Regions from separate parts of the Rattus norvegicus genome. Here region 1 is linked to region 2. The links are chromatin contacts, called in public Hi-C maps. All regions are on one chromosome and are shown on one strand. Each heading gives the region's core, a stretch centred on a gene start, on an enhancer-like site or on the middle of the called end of the contact. The rest is flanking DNA. Distances are from core to core; before and after follow the strand shown.

Region 1 (2,700 bases), core at 55-2,554, 230 kb before region 2:
AGCATACACCACTAGGCCAGGGACCTAATTTTTTTTTTCTTTTCTTTTTTTTTCGGAGCTGGGGACCGAACCCAGGGCCTTGCGCTTGCTAGGCAAGAGCTCTACCACTGAGCTAAATCCCCAACCCTAGGGACCTAATTTTTTAAGTAACTGTTTAAAAGGTTAATTTTCCTTTTTGATTAGACTTTCAGCTTAGGGAATGCAGACTGTTGTTGAAACACTTTTAAATACAATTAGCTCTTTCAACAACCGAAGCGAAGCACATCTCAAAAAAAGCTGCAGGGACCCGGCCTGTTTAGTTCCAGTAACAATTAGCAGCCCTCTGCGCTCTGTTTTAACCAGAATTATTTCTAAGCATCTTATTCTTTTCTCCAAACGTTTAGGTCTCAGACTCGCACTAGAAGACAAATGAAAGATTCTCAGCACAGAAAGCTGCTACTTAAACACTGAGACTAGAATAGGTTTAGGTGGCACTTCCGTGGGCCAAAAAAAATTTTTTTAAATAATAAAAATTTTTAAAAAAAGGAGGCACCTCAAGTTTCAGTAATGAATATAACAAATGGTTTTGGTTTGCTTTCTATGTAGTCTTAAATATCATCTTTGAATTACGAATCCATTAAAGCCAATGTTTTTCCTCTGGGTAGACCTCTGCTATTACAGACTTCCCGCGTGGCCCCATTTAATTCTCGTTCCAGGCGGAGTACTAGCTCTTTTAGAAGGTAGGCGGCCTGCAAGCGAGTCCTGCTCTTCCAGGTCCCAGATTTATTGCTACTCTCCACCTGCGGGAGGCGCGCAGTTCTGGCACCCTTCTAAAGCCAGGACCACAGTTCAGCCTTGGCGGGAAGTTCTCACGACCAGAAACGTTCCCACTCTTTTTCTGAGCTCTAAACGGGTGATCCTGTCACTCCGACCTCGCCCTTTTGCTAACTGGGAAAGACTGGAGCTTCTGGCTCAATCCAGTCTCAAAAGGGCCCGCCACCCCGCGCGAAGAAAGAAGCGGGGGTGGAGATCGTGGGGGTCAAAAACCAACTGTTAGAGCTTTTGCTTGTCGTTCTAACTTTAAAAAAGGGTGAAAGGCAAAAAAACTGGATTTCCTGCTGGTCACGTTGGAGCACTAGGCGTCTGCTAAGTGCGTGGACTCCGGCACCCTAGAGGCAGTCAAAGCCGGCAGCGTACGAGGGCTTCGGGCAAGTTCGCGGGCCACGCCTTCCGAACCGGCCACCTCCCCTCATTGGCCTGACAGCCTGTCACTCCAACCTGGCTCCCACTTCGGGTAACCATTCACGTAGTTTGGTTGCGTCTTGGCGTGTTTAATGTTGCCAATAACGAGAGATTTTTTTTTAGGGGGAGGGGGGACGCGAGTACATATCGTGCTGCAATTAGTTCATTGAAAACTCAGTCGCTCGCGGAGCAGTCAGGCAGAGACTCCTCTCGGCTTTTTTTCCCTCCTGCCTAAGGATCTCCTACGGAGAGCTGCAACAATGCCCAAAAGAAAGGTAAGTGAAATGGGAAGATAGACGGGAGATTTGCTGCCGAAATACATATTTCCTACGGCAGAGATTTCGATCTTTTTGAAAGAGCATTTTGGCTTCTAGTTTGATTTTGTGATGTTCTGAATGGAAGGCGAGGGAAAGGTAGCGATCGGTCTGTGTTTGGTTTCGGAAGGTCTCGTATGCAACTGGTAGTTCACTTTTGGCTTGTTTTGTTTAAAGGAGAGAATCGTTTGAGAGGTGTCTCCATGCTGAATTACAAACAGCCATAGCGCTGTGCTGTCGCTTCCTACCCCACCCCCCTTCCTCCGCTTACCCTATTGGAGAACTCTTCTCCCAACCACACTTCCAGCGCCAGCTTCCTCCTCTACCTCTAGCTTTTCTTGGGGAACCGTCCCGTTTGGGGGAGCGAAAGCCCTGGCTTTCTCTTGTTTTTGCCTTTGTTCTTTCCGTTTTCTTTTTTCCTTTTTCCCCCCTCTTCCCTCCTCCACTTCTTGTCATGCCAGATGGCTATGCAATGGTAATCCTGTGCCATTAGGCGGCGCAGACTTCAAACTGTCCTAGAGAAGGGAGAGATTCACCGCTGTAATTAGAAACTTTAGATCTGAGAGATTTGGCACTCTTGGAACTCTCTAGTTAAAGGTGGAAAGGTGATTAGAGAGCCGTGTCCGAAAAACTACTGCCAGCGTTGGTTGGTGGGGTGCCGTGGGATTAGTTCACTTTAGACATGGGGAGTTGATTCGAGCTACCGAGGGCTACAGGTCTTCTGTAACCCTTCACTTCAAAATTCCTGTCTCCGCGCAGATAGGAAATAAGTTGAAGCTCAGTGTTTGTGCCACCCCCCTCCCCGAGTCTCTTACAACTAAAATGGAATGTTGTTTCATTGCTTGGTGAAATCATAAAATAAAATACTGTGTTAATGTAAAAACCTTATGATTGTGTTTTTATATTCTTGTGAATCCGTCCGCCTTCCGTATTCCTAGAACAGAGAAATGAGGCTGAAATTCCTCAGTGCTCTGGGGCTGTATCATTGAAATAATAGCCTGGTAATTCCCAGAGTAAAGGGCTACTCAGATACGGAAAGCAATTGTTTCTTCTAATCACCACCCCCTTCCCGAGGCTCCCGCCGCCCGGCTCTGTACGTCTTGTGCAATGGATCTTGCTATTTTGCAGAGCTGACAGCAACCTTGTAGCAGGTAGTGGCGGGAAG
Region 2 (2,798 bases), core at 191-2,690:
TCATATAGTAGTCATTTTTAATATTGCTGTGATAAAGAAAAATATAAACTATCTCCTAGGTCACTGTAAGGATTAAATAAGTTACAGCAGGTAAAATATGTGTTTAAATGATTTACAGCAGGTAAATAAAAGAAATGGGCAGAAAGAGTTACTAAGGATATGCTAAGTTTATGCTTACTTAATTGAATTCTATGCCCAATGTGGTAATGGCTAAGCTCCCTGAATCAGAAAATTATACTCCCACTATAGCCACACAGTTAGGTGAACCTTCAAATTTGAGTGTTTCAACGAAAGTAATGTATACAATTCAAATAGTATTTGTTTTCCCATCAGGTGTTGCCTCTGTGAATTCTGTTCACAGTAACATCCTGAGAACAGGATGTTAAGAGAAATTGGGGAAGTGAACCAGTTTACTCAAACTGTCAATTATTATACAAATCCTTCGATCACTGAAGATTTACCTACCCCAAACAGCAGGCCAGCGCTCTGCTAAGAGTTAAAGTTATACATTAAAACAATTGTAGCCTCAAAACATTGGAAAAAGACTTAGTAAAGTGGAATGGTGACTCATGTCTGCCACGTGAACAGCAGGGAAGCTGAGGCAGGAGGATTGACACAGGGAATGCCAGGAGAGCCTTGGATAAATAGTGAACATAGTGCAAGCATGACAGAGAATAACACTTCAAAGACAAAACCAACCAAACTATCATTTCTATCCAAATTTCACAATAGTTAAAAACTTTAAAAATGTTTTGGTAGAATTTCAAAACAGAGTTCCAACTTATCTTACAGGAATGGAGAAGATACCGCTTGTTGATCATTTCAGAAGGGGGAAAAGGCCTCGTGGTTAAAGTGCAAACTTCTCGTTCAATATTTATCAGAATCAAGGGGATACTTTAAGTAGTTTTCTAGAAGAATATTATTCCCTTGCTCCAGCTATCAGGTAAGCACAGCACTTTCATTTGGTATACTGTTCCTCCTTTGGCAACAAAACCTTTTAGTAGCTAGCGACTTTTTTTTTGGGGGGGGGAGGGTAGAAAAAGAACAAACAAACCAAATCCTTTCGGTGACCCAAGGTAAGCTAGGTCAAGTCAGTCTCTCACAAGTTTCTATGGACCAGGTCTGGAGAAAGGTTCCTTCACCGGAAAGGGTACGATTGCCCTTACAGGAAGGGTAAGCAACTCGGGAGCTCTGGGACGCCAACGCCACCACAGAGTTTGACAAAGGTTGCCAGAGCGTCTGCCTGCGTTTAGAACCTCTTCCTTGTTCTCTGGGCAGTAACTAGGCAACCCCAGGCCGGCTTAAGCGGCTGGAACTAGGCGGCCGCCTTAGTGCCTCTGGCGGCCAGCCTGGAGCTCTGCAAGCTGCTCCCTCCTCTCCTCCCTCCCCCCTCTTTCTATGACTCCACCCCTTTTCCCCCGCCCACCCCTCCGCGACTTCAGCTCCTCCCTCTCCTTCTCTCTTGCTCTCCTTCCTCCTCCGCCTCCTCAGCTCTTGGGCTAGAATATCTATGGGTCGAAACGTGATGCGATGAATCCGAGAGAGACCGAAACTGGGACGAAGAGTGCGGCGGAAGCGGCGGGACTCCCAAGCATGGGGGCTTCACCACAATAGAGGCAGCGCCCCCACCCGCCCCCGCCAGCCCTCCGGAGCGAAGCCCCCAAACCCCCTCGGGAAAAGGATGGCGGCGGCACCTACCCAGATCGAAGCCGGTGGGTAGCTGAGCCGGGGGCTAAAGGGATAGGGGATTTGTGCGACTGCTGTCAGAATTTTTTTTTAAAGCTTGTATCTCTCTTCCTTGCCTCTCTCTCTACGTCTCCCCCCACCCCCCACCCCTTCTTTAGAGCTGTATTACCTGATCGCAAGGTTCTTGCAGTCCGGACCCTGTAACAAATCCGCTCAGGTGAGAGGGGAAAAGGATATCTGGGAGTGTTGGGGAATGGTCCCATTGGGGAAATTGAGGCACCGGGTAAGCAGTGCAGTTGGAGGGTGAGGGAAAGGCCGGCCGCGATTACTCCTACAGTCAGCGGCTGTGTTGGAAGTGGGGAGGGAGGAATGGGTTGGCGCCCCAATCTGTTCCTCACATCTGTGTGTCCCTCTTCCCCAGGTGCTAGTGCAAGAGCTCGAAGAGCATCAGGTATGGACCCCCTTTGGGAAGAGGTGGGGAGGGCTGGGGAGAACCTGGAGGAAGGGTAAGGTAGGTCAGGGGCCGAGGACAGGGGCCGGGAGAGAGCCTTCGAGCTGGACAGTTGGGACTGTTGTCACTTGGGGTGAACCGGGCTCTTTGCTTAGAAGGGGCGGACAACGCAGGGGTCTAAACTCGCTGCCTTTTATTCCTGCGGGAGGTGTTTTTTCAGGATTTCCTTTCCTTTGGCCTGCCCCCCACCCCCCACCCCGGACACGGCGGCAGTAGCTGTTGGGACTGGAGAAATTAAAATGCTAAAGGGTCCAGGACTAGACTCCAGGCTGGGTGCTGCTGATGGGGACCAGAGGCTTTTCCTTCACACACCCCCCCCCTTTCTTTTCCTCCGGCCCCCAGCTGATTCCGCGCCGCTTAGACTGGGAAGGGAAAGAGCACCGAAGAAGCTTCGAGGATCTGGTTAGTAAACTTTTCGTTTCAACTTAGCCCAACTCTTTATCCACTCCCTCCCCACCTTGTGCCCCCAACCCGCCCCTGGCCCTTCAGCCCTCAGAGCTCCCCGAGCCTGCTGTTCGGTGTTCGAAGGACTGCCCCTTCCCCCTCCCAGCGTGTCGGAAAGGGTACCTTGCCCTCCTCTAGCCTTGCTTATTTTCACCCC

What was found. A called contact is a pair of places that touch in the nucleus more often than the background predicts.
Region 1: a contact with region 2 is called in a Hi-C map of liver, with 7 times the contacts expected there. The contact joins the promoter of Hmgn5 here to the promoter of Brwd3 in region 2. A contact is called at or near these places in 5 of 12 Hi-C or Micro-C datasets (the A7r5 cell line, frontal cortex, liver and 1 more).

The regions. Positions count from the first base shown.
Region 1 is chrX:78,168,611-78,171,310 of GRCr8, reverse strand. It overlaps Hmgn5 (high mobility group nucleosome binding domain 5), which reads left to right and starts at 1,304. Exons shown (of 7, transcript NM_001276434.1): 1 at 1,304-1,496. The coding sequence starts at 1,482.
Region 2 is chrX:77,935,882-77,938,679 of GRCr8, reverse strand. It overlaps Brwd3 (bromodomain and WD repeat domain containing 3), which reads left to right and starts at 1,440. Exons shown (of 41, transcript XM_008773357.4): 1 at 1,440-1,712; 2 at 1,845-1,903; 3 at 2,108-2,137; 4 at 2,540-2,599. The coding sequence starts at 1,682.